Regions from separate parts of the Zea mays genome. Here all the other regions are linked to region 2. A link is a contact called in public Hi-C data. All regions are on one chromosome and are shown on one strand. Each heading gives the region's core, a stretch centred on a gene start, on an enhancer-like site or on the middle of the called end of the contact. The rest is flanking DNA. Distances are from core to core; before and after follow the strand shown. Region 1 overlaps LOC100383953. Region 2 holds the start of LOC103626837. Region 3 holds the start of LOC103626839 (protein MONOCULM 1). Region 4 holds the start of LOC100274137 (putative beta-ketoacyl synthase family protein).

Region 1 (4,946 bases), core at 1,691-4,190, 480 kb after region 2:
GGATCACGATTGCAGGTAAAGTTCACTTTATAACTTCAAGTAAGTTTACACAGAATTTGGACCCTGTATATTTTTAGTCAAGTCTAGCAATTTTACCCATGCGATGCATTCTCTTGCTTCCACTGGATTGTCCATTGTGTTAAATTGTTTATTGCAATATGTGTGATACAGAGATGCCCCATCAGTTAGGGTCCTAAGAAACACATTAGAAGTCTTGAGAACTGATGCTCATATACTTCTTGCTTGCAAATTGTCTGATCAGAAGCATTCCTTCCTTATAGGATAAAAGAAGTAGGCGCAATGAGGAGTCATTTTCATTCACAAGCTCTAACAGAGAAAGTTGGGGCAGATGTTCATCTTTAGGAGCAGCCAGTGATGAATCATTCTCAGGCGATAATAATGATAAGCAGGTGACACATTGCTTCAATTGCTTGACAATTTAGTTATCCAGTGTCTGATACGAATACCTTAATCAAAGCTATTGTTGTTACTAGTTGGCTTCTTTCTAACATGTGATATTTACCACTTCGATATCATCAATGAAAAAAGATTGTCTGATCTGGTTATTGGTTCGTGCATCATAGAATTTGACAGTCAAGGCTTTGGCTACGCCTGTAAGACAAAACCAGAGGCAAAGCCAGAGGAAACCGATTGAGAAAGCTAAGCAGAAGAAGATTCAAGCCCTATGGAAGAAGATTAAGCGCGAAAAGGTGGAGATGGGGGACAGCCTATCTTCGCGTTTGAAGATGTGCCTAGGGCAATCTCCGCAGCACAAGAGGAATAGATCGTCTGGAACCATTACAACTTCATAGCTCTGACAACTCTACTGAACCACTGATTGTCCACCATAGATTCTCCCTTATTCTGACCTACTCATTGCCACGTTGTAACCTATATACCCTAGGTGAATATATGCTACATGACCGCATTGTAGCATGCCAGGATGTTCGAAAGCTGAGAAAGCACTTGTATCATCTCTTGTAATTGCCTGAAACAAGTGTAATTGCCATCTCTGGCTCGTTGTCGCATGCAATTTCCTTTCCCCTCTTGCATCCTGTGGGCCTTGTATCATCTCCTGTAATTGCCTGAAACAAGTGTAAGTGCCATCTCTGGTTCGTTGTTGAATGTAATTTCTTTCTCTTGCATCCTGTAGTTTGCGGCGCTGCAACGCAACAACGGCATGGTGATGAAATGGAATGGTACAATGGGTTTGTTGTTTTCATCTTCAATCGCCATTGTTCGCAATTATATGGAAGGCTTTTATTCCGTGCTGTCTAGAGGATTTGTTGGACACGCTTAGGCCATGTTCGGTTCTACCCCAATCCATACGGATTAAGGGGGATTGAGGGAGTTTCAATCCCTAATAAGTCAAAATCCCCTCCAATCCGTATCAATCCCCTCCAATCCATATGGATTGAAAATAACCGAACAAGCCCTTAGGGTGTGTTTGGTTGAGGAGTGAGAAGAATGGAGCAGCTCTATTCTACTTTTTTGATCTCATGCGAGCGCTTTTTCACACGCGAGCGTTCTTCTCCCCTCTACACTCATGAATTTTCAACCAAACAAAGAACGGAGTGGCTCTACTCTACTCTTTAACCACACAAAAAATAAAGTGACTTGCCAAACGGAGAATATAATGACTATTCTCAAAAACTAGAATAAAACTATTTTATTTTAATTGACTCTCTAACCAGCCGTTAGTGACAAACTAGTAACCCAGCCGTTCTTGCATTGGTCAAAATTCCACGAGGTGAAACACTGCAACCACAACGTCCTGATCGGGTAGTTTATTGGATGTTCGGCTTGAGAAATTATGACACATTTCTGTAAACTAATCCCTTACAAGCACGTGAACAAGGAAAAGATTTAAATGTGGATTCATATCTCCATGTATTTGGAATTTAGAAAAAAAGTATTTGAAAATTTAGAGAAAAAGAAAAAGGATTTCCTTCTCTCCCCCCTTCCCACGCTCCCTTTCGGCATAGTCGGCCCGCGCGCGCCCCTTCCCCCCTTCCTATCTCTTGGACAGTTGGGTTCACGCATCAGCCCCCTTTCCTTCTTCCTCGCGTCCGTGCCGTGCCGCCCACGTCGAGCCACCCTCGTTTGGTTCCTTGCCAGAAGTGGAGCATGCTGAGACCCCCTTTCCCCACAATCTCGTTCGATCTCACCTTTCCGTTGGCGCGCATTTCTTTTCCTTTCTGCTTGTCGTTTATGAAAACCGGCGGAGCTCGATCCCCCCTCTGATTCCTGCCGATTTGGAGCCCGATTCACCCCAACTTCACCTCTATGAGCTAGTTTGGAAACTCAAATCCTCTTCGAAATTGAAGGGAATTAGAGAGTAAATTAGTTTATTTCCACCTCAATCACGAAGGGGATTTGAGGTTCCCAAAGTAGCCGTATAAGTACCATCCGAGCCCCTGCCATCGATTCCACATACCAGCACCCCCTTCTGTGCCTCGCATCTCAATGCCTGCGCTCACCATCGCCGTCGCACTGTCGTCGCCTGTGGCCAAGGACACTCAGTGCCCCTCCGTCCACGTTGAAGCCGTTGTCGTGATCACCGGAGCTCGCTGTTGTTTCCCCGAGCTCTCTCGGTCCTCTGGCAAGCCCAGTCATGGTGCCCTGACCTCGCCAGAGTCTGTTGCGCCGCCACCTCTCGTCGCCTTCAATACCTTGACCCCCTCGGTGAGGCCCCACTGTGTTCGCCATTACCCCAGCTACCTCTCGAACCGTTTACCCAGCATGTTTAGCCCCAAGAGCGCCATTCTGGCCAACTTCGGTGATGTGTCGGTCGTGCACCGCCGCACGCCATGCCTCCCTCCGCCGCACCCCTTCGCCCCAGCACGCTGACTGCGGAGCTGCGCGCGCATGCGAGCCATGCGATCTGGTTCACTAGATCCAGATCGAGCGATCGATATTAGTTCAGCCAAGTCGGCTCGCCCGTTTTAGTCGTAGCGCTCGGATCTTGATCGGACAGCCATCGATGGCCGATACCCCTTTGCCCGAGCCGCATCGTCGGTTTTGTCAATAACCCCCTGAGTTAGTGTTTATTCACTGGACGATCTCCATAGTTCAAAGATCATTTCAGTTAGGTCCTAAATCTTATGGTTTAGCCCCTGCGCTCTTGAAGAATAGAACCCGCTATCCACCCTGCTATTTTAGCACCCTAGCCCCTCAGTTTTTGTGTTAAAGACTACAAGCCTCTGAACTTTTCATAGTAGCCTTGTAACTTATTTTTCTATTACAAAAGGTCCCTGCAATAATGTTTTCTTCATAACTTGACCATTTTAGATCCAAATAAATTGGTTTCTATTTTGCTAGTTTCCTAAAATTATGCTAAACCTTTTATGATGGGTTTTTCAGCAGTTTCTTTATAACCAAAATTTAAGATATTTTGAGATAATTATTTATACCTTCTTTTGTTTAATTGATGGTGTATGTTTTCTTGAATGGTGTATGTTTTCTTTATTTTGTATGCCTTCTATTAGAAGACACTTTTGTGTTAGAAAATCAGGATCAGTTCGAAGGAGAACCTCATGACTTTTTGTGAAGAAGGCAAGTGGAGTTCTCCCCCTGCATATTCTATTTGATCCCAATCACACCATGATAATTAAGTTTACTCTTGTGAAGAAGGCAAGTGGAGTTCTCCCCCTGCATATTCTATTTGATCCCAATCACACCATGATAAAGTTTACTCTTGTGATATGCATAATTTTGATGGGATTACCTATTTAGCAATACCTAGTCTTTACCAACCCATCTACCTCGATTTAACCTGGTGTTGCGCTATTGCTTTTGAATCCTTTGGGATGTCAAAAACAAGACAACATAAATTAGCATGTTGTTCGCTTCTTCCTTCATTTAACCTCTTTCTGAAGGTCATATTAAAGAAGAAGGTGACAAATAAAGAATTCTCATATCTCTAACAAGAATAGAAAGTGCAAATAATAAGGAACAAGTCCTCTAACTTATCTGCATATTCATCTCAAATTTCATTCATGGTAATGTGATAAACAATTACAAGCATACCTTCGGCTTTACACGAATGAGAGCTCGAAGGTAACTTGGGAAGCTGAACAACTGGGAGTATTCTCTCCTCTAAAAAATGTAAATTTATGCATGACACTGTTCCTCTATTTATAGGGGAGAGATACAACTTCATATGAAATTACAAGTATGTCCACAAAGCTTGTACATATGGTTTACAAATGACACAAATGTATTATTGTCTTCTATCTCTATCATCTTGTCATCAGAATCTTGTAAACACCTTCTTCCAACCTCGTTTGACTTCTATCTTTGTCTTCCCGTATTTTTATGACGAAGCTAATGCCTTCATCTTTTTCTTGATTTGTTCTGAAGGTGGCTATTGTCGAAGCACCTTCAACACTTAGAGATGTATCAGGAAATAGTGGTTAACTGTGTGTTTTTAGGACCTTCGAAGGACAAAGGCCCTCAACAGTAGCCCCTCACAGTATTAGTTCGTTTTCTTGCAACAAACTCAGATTAGGAAATGAACGGATGCCTTGTGCTGAAGGTCCAAAAAACACCTTCCCATCGCTACACAGCAAAATTTCTAAAATGCGAGCCACTCTGCAGTGGTAGTTTTTTTTTATTTTCCTCTCTCGTCTTTTTTACTCATCCCTGACTCTGGACTTTGCGTATAAATAGAATGACCACTATAAGTATTTATCGTGCCATTCTGCTATTTTGTTGCTTTGAGCCAAAGGTTGTCACTCAGAGTTACACTTGTTTTAGCTTCAGTTGTTTTTAGTTTTGGCTAAGATGGCCGAGGGGAGCAAGAGTGAGGAGCTTGCGCTTGCCGGGTTTCACGAGGCCATGGAGAACAGTAACACTACAAAGAGTACTAACGACATATTGGTCGGACTATGGGACGATTCCGAGGATAACAAGGATTTTGATTTCGAGAGAGGCTTATGATGCCG
Region 2 (5,125 bases), core at 47-2,546:
ATCCTAGAAATGATTAGGGGTGGAAAGAATACCAATATTAATCTACCACACCAAGGGGCAAGGATATGAAAGGAAGAGTGGGTTATCCACTTTAGAGAGGTGTCATATGAAAACAGATACTAAAATGCATTTGCAGTGGCATTGCAGCACTCCTACCTTTTCTGAATTCTTGAATATACAGATCACGAGATGGAGGTATGAGATTTGCCACTAGTGCTCAGTTCCAGTTGCTTAAAACACAAAGATAATGCAAAGTATAATCTTACCATTAATATTTAGCTTCACGGAAACACAGCATGACAGCAATGATAGCACTGGGACACTAATCAGAATCACCTAAAAGGGAGATTTTTGCCTTGCTTGCATACTGCATTCGCTTACATAATGCTAATTTCACACATGAATATGATTTTATATACAAAACTTTAGTATATCATGTAGTATCAAAACAAGTATAAAAACCAGAGTATTACTCCATTGTTCAGGCTTAAAGGAACTTTGATAAGATCACAGTAAATTTTCTTCAGTTTCATATTGATATTTTGTGATATGCATTGTATTGGACAATAAAAAACACAGTGAATACACAGTTATTGAATTCTGGTTACTCCACTCTACGGAATACATCATGTGGATCCTTAAATGGACAAATTGTGTGAAATAAGAAAACACTCACGTAGTGGCACGGATCAACATTTCTGTGCAGCAACAAAGGCTCAGATGAATTATGTGAAATAGGAGAACACTCACATTGATCCACATTTAATTCTACAAAGACTGAGCACAGATGTTTAGTACATTATTGCAACGCTATGAGGTTCTGTGAACATGTGAACCAAAGGAGGCCCTCTGCACGGCAGCGTCCACCGCTGTCACACGTCATCCCCGGCGCCGTCGAGCGCCTTGAGGCCCTCCGCCACCGCCCGCGCACGATTCTGAGCCTGCCTCTCCACCGCCACGAAGTAGAGGCCTGTACGGAAACACCAGCGGCGCGGGACCGCGGCAACGGGAAGAAACGGTTAGGGGAAGACCGCGACAGGATGGATAGAGCAGAGCAGCAGGGGCTAGGGTTTTTAGTTACGGGCGCTTACTCACGGCGCTGCCCAGGGCGCAAATCCAGAGGATGCGTTGCGACCACCTGTCTCCCACCACGCCCCGGCCTCCCAGCCCCATACTCCGGTCGCTGCCGCCGGCAAAATCGGATCGCTTCGACTTGGGCTCTGTCGTCTCCGTCGCCGACCGGTCCGGCGATTCGCGGCGTGCGAGCGCGCTCGACGAGTGGGCTCTATGTCTGAGATATCAGCCTGCCTTTTTGGGCTTGGGCCGTTTGAGAGAGAAGCGCTGCGGCCTGGACCGAAGGAATATGGGATCTTTCAATTTTTCTCTCTCAAAAACAAGGTAAGAAGAACAACTACAACATGTTCTCTCTCAAAAAGAAAAGAATTCAACTTTAGTTCGAAAAAGAAAAGATATCTGAGATCTTTCAATTTTTAATAACAGGTTGTTTTTAGAGCTGGAGCTGATATTTTAGAGACTTGGGGTGGATCCAAATATCGGGGTCTCTTCTATATAATATAAGTTTACTTGTATAGTATTTTAAAAGATTTTCTATATTTTTTATGCAAAGTCATCAATGATGGTGTTGATATCAACCTCAACAAACAATTATTTTTCAATACATAAAGTTGTTAAACCGTTTAGTTGTCCTTAAGACATTGTATATTTTAAATAGTTCTTCAATAATTTTAATTTTAAAAAGTTTCTTTTAGCTGACCGTCATATGTATGGTAAATAAGATCTGGTAAACAATAAATATACTATGATAATAATTCATCTTTTGATATACAAAAAAATTTACATGGAATTCAATGATGTTTCTCCCAAACTTAACTTTAGTTTTTAATCATTTTTAGGATTTTTTAGTGGACCAAAATTAAAATACCTATATAAGGAAGACATGAGAAGGAGCCATCAAATTTGGGGGCCCAGGGCGGCCACCTGGTGGCCCGCTATCCAAATCTGCTCTTGGTTGTTTTGTTTAGTGTGACGTGTTGAAGTGTGAAATTCAAATAAAATAGTAAAAAGGTGAATGATCAAGTAATTAGAATAACTTGTATTTTATATTGACTAGCATATAGTCCATGTTAACGCTACGACCCCGGAGAAGGAAGGGGTCGACAACGACGACGGTAGTGTGAGAGGAAGGTGTAAGTGCAATCAACCCCAATTGAGGGTTTTGGTGATTAAATGACAAAACAGATAAGGTTTCTAACAAGTTTACTCCTAGTGAATATTCAGTGTCAGTAAAGATAAAAGGAGTAACAACTATAACTAAAAAAGGAAAAAGGAAGCATTAAGGACAAAGGAAATACATCAAGTGGTGCCTTGAAAAGTTTCCATACGATGATTGTGTAAAACTTTCTATATTTCTTGAGTTGCAGGATTTATTTCTTCCTTGTTAGTTTTTGCACAGATAATGGTGTTTGCTATTGTTCAAGCCTCTAAATTCAAAGGCTATTTTGAAAACCAAATTCTTTGGACACTCTGTAAGTTCGACTTTTCTTCAGCTGAGTTGAACTTAACTTCAGCTGAGTTGAGCTTTTCTTCACCTGAGTTGAGCTTTTCTTCAACTGAGTTGAACTTGACTTCATCTGAGTTGAGCTTTCCTTCACCTGAGTTGAACTTTTCTTCAGCTGAGTTAAACTTAACTTCAGCTGAGTTGAGCTTTTCTTCAGCTGAGTTGAGCTTTTCTTCAGCTGAGTTGATCTTGACTTCGGCTGAGTTAAACTTAACTTCAGCTGAGTTTAGCTTTTTTCGGGTGAGTTGAACTTGACTTCTGCTGAGTTGAACTTTACTTCAGTTTAGTTGAACTTAACTTTAGCTGAGTTGAGCTTTTCTTCAGCTGAGTTGAACTTGACTTCAGCTGAGTTGAACTTGACCTCAACTATGAAACTCTCTAGTCAATACCATTTGAACTGGCCCTAGGGGCGATTCAACCGGTGTCAGGGTTAGCTGACCAGTCTGACTTGCTGTCTGCTAGTCTGACTGGCAGACTGATTGTAAATCTGACCACCAGGCGGTTAAACCGGGCCTAGGGGTGGATCAACCGGCCCTGCACAGAAAAGTTCAGCCCAATAGCTCTTTTTGAGGAGACTCTATAAATACCCCACATACCTCTCTCCTCATTGACCCTAGTCACTCCGCGCACTTATTGCTCACCTAACTTGAGACAAAGCACTCTTCCTCTCTCTCACTCGATCTAGCTCTTAAATCAATCAATTGAAGGAGCCCCTTTAGTGGGAGGTTTGTGCTTGTGACCTTCGGATTTGATTTTTCTCTATGTTCTCTTTCTCATCTCTTGAGCTTGTTGCAAACACCTCTTGTGCGAACTTGTTGTTCTTGGAACCTTCAAGTTCCTTGACGGATTGAGGTTGCTTGGGAGTCTCCAAAGTTGTGGACGATTGTCACACCCGGATTTTAGGGGTCCAAAACCCGGGGTTGACATAAACACCAGGTATGCTGGGACCAAGTCTCATACATATGATGTATAGTGGCACAGGATCGAATGTCACAACTTTATATATAACAGGAGTTCTATACAAAATAAATAATTACATTATAAGGAGACAACGGTCCAGCAACCCAAAGTTGACTGGGAGACGACGACCTAGACCTCTCACGAACTCATCGCAGCATCCTCTATGAGCATCATCCTGCAGTACCTGTTCTTGACCTGTGGTGTATGTGAGACAGCAAGAGTGAGCTCACATACGTTCATCGCTCAACAAGTTGTGGGGAATAATGTGCATGAACTCGCCAAAGGTGGGAGCTCACGTGAAGTGTAAGGCTTACCAAAGAAGATGGTTAGAGCTGAGCATTGCTTTTAAAGTTGGTCAAAATTTTATTAGCAGTTACTAAGTATAAGTAAATACCAAACCCAATTAAGTAGTAGAACAAAAGTAACCACATCACCTGCAATGCAATGCATATGACAAATTGAGTTTAGTTCCATAAATTAATCATGTGAGTGTCCGAGCCGCTCATGACCGTGAGCACGGCTAGTATACCAGTTTTACACTCTGCAGAGGTTGCGCATCTTTACCCACAAGTCGTGTATCCCATGTCGCCAGGGTTTGCAAGGCCCTTAGACACTTCCGAGGTGAATGGCTAGGGATCCACTACGAGGCCTTTACAAAGTTCCACTAGCTTCCGAAAACCCGCTACAGTTTATAGGAAGATCCAGTACAGGAATCCCTTGCAGGACCGCCATCGCAGCAAAATCCTCCCGAGGGCCTCCCCGCACTGACCTCTCCCCTACTGCCCTTGCCCCTTTCGGGTAAGGTAGTCTTCCACTAGCTTTCCTAATTAATCAGCCAAGGGCGTCCCATTAAACCCCTGTGGTAGCACTGTTTTCCCGGGTGGTTCTCCATGTTCCAATTAACATAATGATCTCAACATGAACAATAAATAACAACTGATAACAAAAATGTAACCATGGATAGTGTATCTCCATACCCAAAACCACATATAGCACTGGCAAGTACTACCCAGAAAGTTCAGTGGTCAACAAGGTATAAAGATAGACAAACTAGGGTAACCTATTGGGTCCCATCAAAATTAACCTATGCAGATCATTATGATTAATTAGAACATGAGTAGGTAAAAAGAAGTGATCAAGGGCACAACTTGCCTGGGCCTTGAGAATCCAGGTACCAGGATGATCTTCAGATCCTCGTGACCTCACTGCTAGTCGTAGCAATACAAACATACACGGTATAGGCAAGATTAACATTACACCAAACATATATGCAAAATACATATTAATAATCTACATATTAAAATAAGATCACAGGAAAAAGAATTATTAATTTTGGAGTTGTAGAATTCAAGTTATGAATTTTCAAAGGTTTAAGGTAATTATAATATGATTAAATGATAAATAAATTTTCTGACAGAGTTCATGTCAAAACAGTGATTCTAAATGGTAGAGAATATTATTACAAAATTTTAGGAATTGGAATGACTCAATTTGGAGCTAAAATGAATTAGTTATGAATTAATTAAGTTTCTGGATTTATTTTAACACTAAAAATCATTTTCTAAATCATTTTTCTATGATTTTCCT
Region 3 (4,961 bases), core at 923-3,422, 350 kb before region 2:
CCAAGTTGAACAATTGAATTATGCCAAAGATCCTAGCATGGATCTCCCAATGGTGCGTTTCCATGCAACGTGTCCATCACGCACGCCATCGCATCTTCTTCCTCCACCTCCTTCATCCGCCATTGCACTAAACCAAAAGTAGTATCGACCTTGCAAGTTTGAGAAGCTAGCCGCCATGCCTTTGGCCATCATCCATGAGAATGGTGGTGGTGGCCAAGCAGCTGGTAACTTAACTCCTCTCCTCTGGCTAGTGTTCATTTCCCCCTAGATCCATGGGCGCACGCAGGGGCGCGGTCTTCTTCCATCCAAAATCTTACCAAATAAATCTCTTCAACCGCGTAACAGATCAGATTGCCACACTCGATCCACAAGTGTCATGGCTCCTTGCTTGTTGCCGGCAATGCAGTGGTGCATGCAGGTGCCATCCATGTTTAGGTAGCCAGCAAGATCGATGCCACATTAATCATGGCGAAGCAGAAGAGCACACCAGGTAGGTATGCACGACAAGGTCCAAGAGTCAGCGCTGGCCGCTTCACGTTGTCTATTGCCAAGACGAAACCGCCATGAGCGGCCGCGTCTGCCAGCCGAGGAAGCACGCGCCGCGTGCCTCCTCGGCGACGTACCCCTCCGACGGGTAGTGCAGCCGCAGCAGCAGCCGCGCCTGCGACACCGCGAACGCGCTGAGCGGCCGAGGCGAGAGCCCGGCGGTACGCGCGGCGGAGGCCCACGCATCGAACCCCCAGGAGTGTTCGCCGACGCGACCCGGCGTCAGCGCCGCGTCGATCTCTCTGCCGAGGACCTCGCTCTCCACCAAGAGGCGGTCAGCGCTGCCCGGCGGCACCGTCGCCTCCAGGGCGTCGAACACGGCCGAGTAGTAGCTCATCGCCGCAGTCACCCGCCGCGGCAGGTCATCGGAACAGTCGTCGCTGCCGATGCTATTGGCTTCCTTCTCGGCGATGGTCACCACGGCGGGGTTCATGGATTTAACCCACTTCAGGAACGTGGCGACCTCGCCCTCGCCGCCGAGCCTGTGCAGGAAGAGCACGCAGTTGACGGCCAGAGTCTCGTCCGAGTGCAGCTCCAGCCCGGTGTTCGGGTCGGCGGCGAGCTGCACGGAGTAGGGGAGGTGGAGCGGGTGGAAACGGAAGGGGAGGTTCAGTGAGCTGGCGAAGGCGCGGAGACGGTCCCCCGTGCGGAGGAGCACGTCGCGGTCGGGTCCAGCGCCGGTGATCCGGACCTCAAGCGGACCGACGGCGGGGTCCGCGCGGTTAGCGATGGCTTGGAGCAGCGGCGGCCACTGCACGCCGTGCGCGGCATCAAGGTCGACGATGTGCAACCGCCGCGCGCCGCCGCTGGTGCTAGCGGCGGCGTCGAGGATCGCCTGGTTGGCCGTCAGGTGCGCGAACCGCAGAAACGGCGCGATCTGGTTGTACGCCAGGTACGCCGTCGGCCCCGGGGGCGCAGGCGGCGGAGCCCCTCCCGCGGGCGCCGCGGCGACGTCGCCGCCCCCGGCGGCGGCCGCCTTGTCGTCCACGAGGCGAGCGAGCGCGCGGGCGAAGTGGTGCGCGAGGCGGTCGGCCGCGTCGCCCCGCTGGTCCATGGTGGACAGGACCTCAGCCGTCGCGCGCCGGGCGCCGTCGACGTCGCCGCGGTGGAGGAGACCGGCGCTCGCGACCACGAGACCTCTTGGCGAGGAGGGAGCATCGTCGGCTGCTGCTGCTGCGGCGGCGGCGGCTTGCTCCTGCGCGCGCTCCGCGGCGTCGTCGCCGTCGTGGCCGGGTGCGCCGAGCATGGCGGCGTCAGGACGCGGTGGGCGCAAAGGCGCATGGCTCGGGCGGGTTAATAGCTGCGCCGGCCGGGTAGCATGTGCACGGGCAGGGGCAGCAGCTTGTGTCACAGGACATGCTCAGCTTGCGGTAACATGGAGATTCAGATTTCGGAGACACACAGAGTCACAGAGATGCCTCCGTGCTTGTGCAGAGAGAGAGAGAGAGAGAGAGAGAGAGAGATTAGCAACGGCTTGGCTGTCGACTTGGCAACCTGAAGTGTCTTTTCTCTAGTAGACGAGAGGAAAGGTGGCAAGGTGCATCTGTATTCTTGCACCTAGTGGATTTTGGGTGAGAATGGTCAAGTGGCTGCTTCCTCCTGGTGTGTGTGTGTTAGAGAGGGAAGGGGGAGCTTAGGGGAATCTAAGCTCTATCTAGCTAATTAATATTTTATTCTAAATTATATTTATTTCAGTTTAAGTATATATATTTTGCTATTCTAAATCCTAGGCAACCACTATAATAGGAAGCCACCAAAATAAGTCATAATCCATCGAAATTAGTCTATTTTCAGCGACATATGACCTATTTTCGGCGGTTTCTGGCCGCCATAAAATATAGTCGAAAATTAGCTACTATTTTCAACAACAATATAATCATAACATTATGAAATCAACAAAAATTCTCGGAATTACACACATTCACCAAAAATATCACAAGTCCTCACAAATACATCACAGTCCACCAAAATACCTCACAAATTCATTATAATCCACAAACTCACAATTCCATCACAATACATCAGAATCTATCACATCAACCAAATTCACCACACTACAAGAGAAAGAAGTATTGACGACCAAAAATAGACGACCACGTAAAATATGTGGTCGTAAGGACTGTTGGAGGCACAACACCGCCACATCCCAATGAACCGACGACCAGAAAAAAATACGGTCGTTGTTTTCAAATAAGACTGGTCGCTAATGAAGTATAATAACCATATGTACGAAGAGTGACCGACAACCAAAACTAATCGAAACAAGGCGCGAAAAATTATCAGATTCCCGGGCTTGGTTTCCCTCATACGAAGCATATTTGGTAACTGCTTATACGCAGATTCATTAGGCCCCGATCTCCTCCCCTTCCTCTCTCGATCTCCTCCATTGCACAGATCCGAAATTCATAGCAGCAGCAATGGGAGAACCCATCCCTAATCTCTCCGGCCACCAAGATCCTCCCCCCTCTGCCCGTAGGAGGCAGCAGCAAGCATCTCCCCTCCCAGGTGACCACATCCTCCTCTTGCCCCGCTGCAATTTTCTCAACCATCCTTGGTGAGCAGGTCCTCCACCCCTCCGCCCAGAGAAGGCAGCTGCTGGAATCACCTCTCCCAGGCGACTACATCCTCCTCCTACTCCTCTCCTCCCCAGCTGCAGTTCGCACACCCTCAAAGGGCACTTTGTTTTGGCAAAGGTGTGTTCCTGCTCTTATTTTCTTTCTAATAAGAAGTAATAATTAGGGTGACTTGTAATACGTAGGTTACTGTGAGGCTTATTGTGCCATTATGTGAAGTTCATATAGGAATTTCTTATATCATGATTAAAGGTGTGCTGCACTCCACAAACTGATGTGCTCCAGTAATTAGATATATTAGGTAAAGCATAGAAGACAAGCATTATAGAAAACTAAAAATTGTAGGCATTTGTGAATTATAGAATTGTAGATAAATCTTTGTTGCAAACTATCTTGTAAAGCCACAAACCGAAATCTGTTGTGAAGTTTAATTAGTGAATTACATATGAATTTGTGTTGAAAAGCAATCTATTGCTACAGGTTAGTTCATAAGCAATTTTTATTACATTTATGGCACCAAGTAAGGCATGGATGGATCTAGTTGATGATCGGCTTAGTGCTGAATGTTGGGATGCTATGTCATCAAAAAAGGATATTTATCTGAATGGGGTAAACAAGTTCTTGGATTATGCATTCAGTAGGACTGGTGATGGAGGTAAAATTAGGTGTCCCTGTATAAAGTGTTGCAATACATACAACTTGTCTTGTGAGGTTGTGTATTCACATCTGATGGCTTATGGAATCATAAGAAGCTACACCTTTTGGTATCATCATGGGGAAATTTTGGGAGAATATGAGAATGATTTAGAAGTGGAAGATGACGATGAATCTGCTGATGGAATGCAGGAGCTGATGGAGGATCTATTCCCTCAGAATAACCTCCCCGGAAGTGACACAATGGCAGACCCATCTTCTAGTGATTTTTTTGAAGAGAAACCAAATGGGGAAGCTATGAAGTTTTATAATTTGCTTAGTGACTTGAACAGACCTCTTTATCATGGATCCAATACCACTAAATTATCTGCGCTTGTAAAGTTACTTAATGTTAAGAATATGGGAACGTGGAGTAATAAGACCTTCACAGATTTACTAGATACACTTCTGAAGGACTTTTTACCTAATAACTCTACTTTGCCAAGCTCTTACTATGATGCAAAAAAGACTATTAATGAACTAGGGCTTAGTTACAAAAAAATTGATGCTTGTAAGAATGATTGTATGTTGTATTGGAAAGAAGAAGCAATGGCTGATTTTTGCAAGATATGTGGAAGGTCAAGATGGAAGCAAGACAAGCATTCAGGTGAAAACAAGTAGTCAGGAAAAGGGAAAAATCCCTGAAAAAACTTTACGTTATTTCCCTCTGAAACCAAGGCTACAACGATTGTACATGTCTCGAAGAATAGCTACTTTCTTGACATGGCATAGTGATGGTAGAGCGGACGATGGAGTGATGCGGCATCCAGCAGATTCCAAAGCATGGAAGAATTTTGATGAGCTGCACCCTTCTTTTGCATCTGACCCTCGTAATATCAGGCTATGCCTTGCTGCTGATGGTTTCCAACCATTTTCTAACATCCGATTATCTCATACCATTTGGCCTATATTTCTCATCCCGCTGAACTTACCTCCTTGGATGTGTATGAAGCAACATAATGTAATCCTCTCCATGTTGATTCCTGGACGGGAAGAACCTGGGGATGCGATTGATATTTACCTGCAACCATTAATTGATGAATTGATTGAGCTTTGGGAGGAGGGTGTTGACACATATGATTCATCAAAAAGATAAATTTTACTCTCAGAGCAGCCATTCTTTGGACAGTCCATGATTTCCCAGCTTAT
Region 4 (4,649 bases), core at 1,077-3,576, 450 kb before region 2:
GCTACAACTATATATATACATATGGTTTTGTTATGGTGTACTACTATAAAATGACTAGGCTCGACTATATACATATGGTTTTGTTATGGTGTACTACTATATACATATGGTTTTGTTATGGTTTTGTTAGGAGTTGACTAGGCTCGACTAATCGCGATTAGTCACCTTATCGGTGTTCAAGTGACTAGAGTCGACTAGCCGACTTTAAAACCTGGAGGTAAATAATCTACAATACGTATAAAATGAGCAGAGAGTGGAAATGTCAAGAAAAGACAGGCATTGCTCTTCAATACTGCCTTGTGTGTTACTGGAAGTAATGATTGGTTTTAAGCAACAATACCTAAAGTCCCAAACCACTCACCTCCAAAACCATGACCCCACAGCCCTCACCAATCCTATTCATCAGTTTAGAACAAATGGTAAGAGCATGGAAAAAAGAATAAGCAGAAGATTAAACACAGACAAAATCTAACAGTGGCATGACATACACAAATCCATCTCTACCGCAATCAAAAGGTCTTGAAGCTAAAAGTGGAGAGGAATTATATTTTGTAGACAATGCTCTTAACCTGCAAAATGTAAATGAAAAATGGAATAAGGTATTGGTTGGTCGCACTAATAAGGAGGAAAACTACATATCGATCAGCAACAGTGGGCAAAAGCCAAAACATGAAGGTACCTAAAGTTTGCAAATTTGCATTTACATTTGAGTGGTTGTTAGTGGATGCGAAAAAATGGGTTCTCTATTGCTTACTACAACCCTCATATTCAGTGATGTCTCCTAATAACCATAGTAAAGCATAAAAGGAAAGCACACACAGTACTATTTTTTGCAAGCAAAACATACAGTAGTGTTTTGGAAGACAGACAAAACAAAACATTTGGGAACATACTTACCTAGAAAATCCCGCTATAGACAAAGCATCAATATTGGACTCAGTTCCACCAGCCACCATCACATCGGCATCACCAAATTGGATCATCCTAGTAGCATCGCCAATAGAGTGAGCACCAGTGGCGCAAGCTGTCACAGCAGCATGGTTTGGACCCTAAGCTAGAAGCATGACTACTACTATTAACATCCATTCAATGAAAAACCATAGCTATTCTAAATGGCAACAAGGAAGATCACCTGGAAACCATATCTCATGCTGACATGACCTGATGCCATGTTGATCAAAATCTTGGGGATGAAGTATGGGCTGAGACGACGTAGACGCTGTTAAAAAAGGAAAAAAAAAACAACACTATACCTTTCAGGATTGGAAGTAACTAGAATATGATCATTTATATTGTGATGCATGTGTGTCATTGCAAGCCAAAAGCATGGCAACAAGATAAACCATATACATATTGGATTGCTTTTGGACATCTGGTGATCTGGTCTAAACAAGACTTCTAACATTGCATTTCCTCGATACATTCTCAACATATCATACAATAGATGAACAGAAGTTGAGATCATAGAAACACATATCAATGAAGAGGAATTATCTAACTGTTTGCAATCATCATTTAAAATGCATCATTTAAAATTGAACTACCATAGCATACAATGAGTGTTGGTGTTGCAAACAGCAAACTTGCAGTGCAGGAGCAAGGATACAAACATTTTCGATGATCATTTGTGATGCATCTAAGATATCGGAGATGCTTCCAATCCCTCCACCAATAGAGACTCCCTGATACAGCATTAATCAGACCCAGAACTCAAAAATACAAGTACGAATATGAAAATGAGCTTCTACAGAAGACACATGGTACCGTTCTTTCCTTCTTATCATCTTCGGAAGGCAACCAATTTGCATCTCTTAAAGCCTCATCAGCTGCACACAGAGCATAGGAAATAAATCCTGATACAGATTTATCCTGGAAACAAGAAAGTTCAATAAAAAATTAAGAACATGAAGTAAGCAAACAAATGGCACAATGATCGCGTACTCGCACATGGACACCGTGAGCAACAAAAGTAAAGCATGACACCTTGGTCCACGTGTCCTCGGCGAACTCGTCCTCGCCCTTCCCGCGCGGCACGGCGGCGACCACCCTGGACGGGAGCTGCTCGAGCGTCCTCCCCGCTGCTTCCTCCGGAAAGCGGAGGTCCTCTGCGGCGAGAGAGCGCACGGCGCATCTCCCCGCGACGAGGCGATCCCAGGTGGCGCCCACGCCGCGCGCCAGCGGCGTGACGGCGCCCAGCCCCGTCACGACCACGCGGCGACCCGCAGAGGGGCGCGGCGGCGGGAGCGTCTCCGCCTCCGCCGCCGAGGAGGAAGAGAGACCCCGGGTGAGGCGGGAAGCGCGGCGGAGGCAGCTCATCAGGCGGCTCGAGGACGGCGGCGTGGCCGTGGCTGTGTGGGACTGTGGGCTGTGGGAGACGGAGGCGGGCAGGAGCAGCCGACGAGTAAGGCCTCGAAGCCCGAAGCAACCGCTTTCTAGATGGGCCAAGGGAAGCAGGCTGACGGGCCATTACTGTGATGCAACGGACCTTTGAATTTTCTTGTCTATCTTTACTCTCTATCTCTTCTCTATCTCTGCCTCGTATAATCCACCACTTAAAACATCACTAAGTACACACAAAAAATTAACATAAATTATCTCACCATTAAAACCTACACTCTGTATTGCTTCATTTACCTCCTCCCTCTCCCTCTCAATTATATCCAACGGTCATAAATCTGTAGATCATCACTCACAAACCGCCCTCTCAACGCCCCGCACACAAGACCACAATTATGGGTGAAAACGGGTCGAGTATACCTAGAGATGGCAATGGGTACCCGCGACCCGATACCCGATGGGTATTTACTCCATTAGGGTATGTATATGGGCTAAATATTCTACCCGCGGGTTTGTTATTGGGCAAAAATCTTCACCCAATGGGTAAACGGGTATTAGAATGTTCCGCCTTCACCCATACCCGTTAACCCGTGGATATAAAATACCCAATATAAACTTAGCCCAAACATTAACTTGGGTTTTAGTCATCCATCCTTTTTACTACTTTTTAGGCCATAATGTAATAGAAGGCTTAACAACAATTTAATGACCATGTAATGGAACATATAATGTGCTATGTAGTACTATCCTAGTGTTACTATTTTATCCAATTATCTTTGGTGTGTTGAATGGATGGTTAAATAATGCTAGAAATTTTGTAATAGTATTTAGATGGATATACTTGACATTTGTATAATATAATGTTTTGATAGATTTTTAATTTTTGTGGGTACGGGTGACCCGATGGGTAACCCATACCCACATGGGTATGGGTATGGGGGTAAATTCATACCCGCCAATGTATATGGGTGACCCGATGGGGTTATTTTTGTGTCGTGGGTATGGGTATGAGGTAGTAATACTCGGTGGGTATTTACCCATTGCCATCTCTAAGTATACCCGTCGGGTATCGGATACGGATAGTGCAAATATTCGTTTTTTCGGATACGGATTCGGATATTTTTATATTCGGGACGGATACAAGTAATACTCGGATAATACAGTTTCAGATTCGGGTCGGATACGGGTACCCGGAATTCGAGTACCCGTTTTTTTCTTTTTCTGCATAATATAGTTATAAAATCATAACTTTTACATATAAAATCAGATGAAGAAAAGTTTATATGAAAATTGTAGAGCTCAAAGAGATCTATAACTTTGTAGTCTATCAATTTTTTGTTTAAACATATCTTTATGTCAAAATCAATGAAATAATATCCAAATTTATATCAAATTAATAGACTTTTATCATTTTTATGTGTGGGGCTTAAGGTTATCTCTATGTGGGAACTTAAGGTTAAGGTTATCTTTTTTATAGACTATTTATTAGTATCGGTAACTTATTTGCAATTTCTGATCGACGCTACAATATTTCATGGATTTAATTGTATTTCGATGATTTTCTATGATAAGAATTTAATAATACATAAATAGCCTCAAAAACCGTGAAATTTTACGGAGGCACAACATATGTCTATATATAACCATAAAAAATGTTTGGATCATAAGATTTATAAGATGTCCGCGTTTCTTTATTTCACTTTCACTTATTTGTATGAGTTACATGTGAAATCACTGTAAGTATCCAAGTTTCAACATAATTAGTACTTTACTTTATTATTTTTTATACAAGAACTTGATTTATCTTCGTATAAAATGTTTATTAGTTTTTGTAACTTATTTGCATTTTTTGAGTGAAACTAGAATATTTTATGGATTTTTAATATTGTGGTGTTGGTTCTACAATGTTCTTGTGATTAGTAACTTTGATCTACATGATGTCAATTTTATCAGTTTCCTTTGCTACATTTGATCTATCATATACATGATTATATATTGCTTAATTTATGTATTTGTTGGATGGTTCGATTATATCATCGGGACTAACTACCCGATAATTATCTATCCGAGTAGTATCCATTATCTGTTTCTTACCCGTCTGGATTATTACCCGGTTCCATCATGTATCCGTTCTAAATCTTAACTATCCATATCCGGTCAAGAGAAATACACTAAGGTAGCATACGGGAATAACTCTGCATCCTAATGTATCGGTTCGTTTTCATCCCTAACCACAATTGCCACGAGAAGAGGGCCACGCGAGGGTGCGCGATCGCGCGGCGGTGCTCAGACGGCGTGCGGTGGGCAGCGTT

Evidence for each region. A called contact is a pair of places that touch in the nucleus more often than the background predicts.
Region 1: a Hi-C map of tassel shows a contact between it and region 2, with 2.8 times the contacts expected there. The contact joins the enhancer-like site here to the promoter of LOC103626837 in region 2. A contact is called at or near these places in 3 of 25 Hi-C or Micro-C datasets (ear, leaf and tassel).
Region 3: a Hi-C map of ear shows a contact between it and region 2, with 2.2 times the contacts expected there. The contact joins the promoter of LOC103626839 here to the promoter of LOC103626837 in region 2. A contact is called at or near these places in 3 of 25 Hi-C or Micro-C datasets (ear, endosperm and tassel).
Region 4: a Hi-C map of tassel shows a contact between it and region 2, with 3 times the contacts expected there. The contact joins the promoter of LOC100274137 here to the promoter of LOC103626837 in region 2. A contact is called at or near these places in 4 of 25 Hi-C or Micro-C datasets (ear, leaf and tassel).

The regions. Positions count from the first base shown.
Region 1 is chr5:122,045,790-122,050,735 of Zm-B73-REFERENCE-NAM-5.0, reverse strand. LOC100383953 reads left to right here. Exons shown (of 14, transcript NM_001176570.1): 12 at 1-15; 13 at 282-410; 14 at 585-1,051. The coding sequence ends at 812. Among protein-coding and RNA genes, the nearest start is that of LOC109939943, 49 kb to the left of the region's middle. Within about 2 kb of position 2,940, at least 17 of the 20 cell types and tissues checked have an H3K27ac peak or open chromatin away from gene starts, as enhancers often do. A contact at or near this core is called in ear, leaf and tassel, where this site is marked.
Region 2 is chr5:122,521,135-122,526,259 of Zm-B73-REFERENCE-NAM-5.0, reverse strand. LOC103626837 reads right to left here and starts at 1,296. Exons shown (of 2, transcript XM_020537715.3): 1 at 1,092-1,296; 2 at 510-970. The coding sequence starts at 1,173. The coding sequence ends at 873.
Region 3 is chr5:122,875,865-122,880,825 of Zm-B73-REFERENCE-NAM-5.0, reverse strand. LOC103626839 (protein MONOCULM 1) reads right to left here and starts at 2,172. Exons shown (of 2, transcript XM_008647184.2): 1 at 2-2,172. The coding sequence starts at 1,792. The coding sequence ends at 542. It overlaps LOC103626838, which reads left to right and starts at 2,769. Exons shown (of 10, transcript XR_002262336.3): 1 at 2,769-4,961.
Region 4 is chr5:122,969,432-122,974,080 of Zm-B73-REFERENCE-NAM-5.0, reverse strand. LOC100274137 (putative beta-ketoacyl synthase family protein) reads right to left here and starts at 2,326. Exons shown (of 13, transcript NM_001148515.1): 1 at 1,984-2,326; 2 at 1,765-1,869; 3 at 1,611-1,682; 4 at 1,133-1,219; 5 at 898-1,049; 6 at 489-569; 7 at 362-395. The coding sequence starts at 2,316.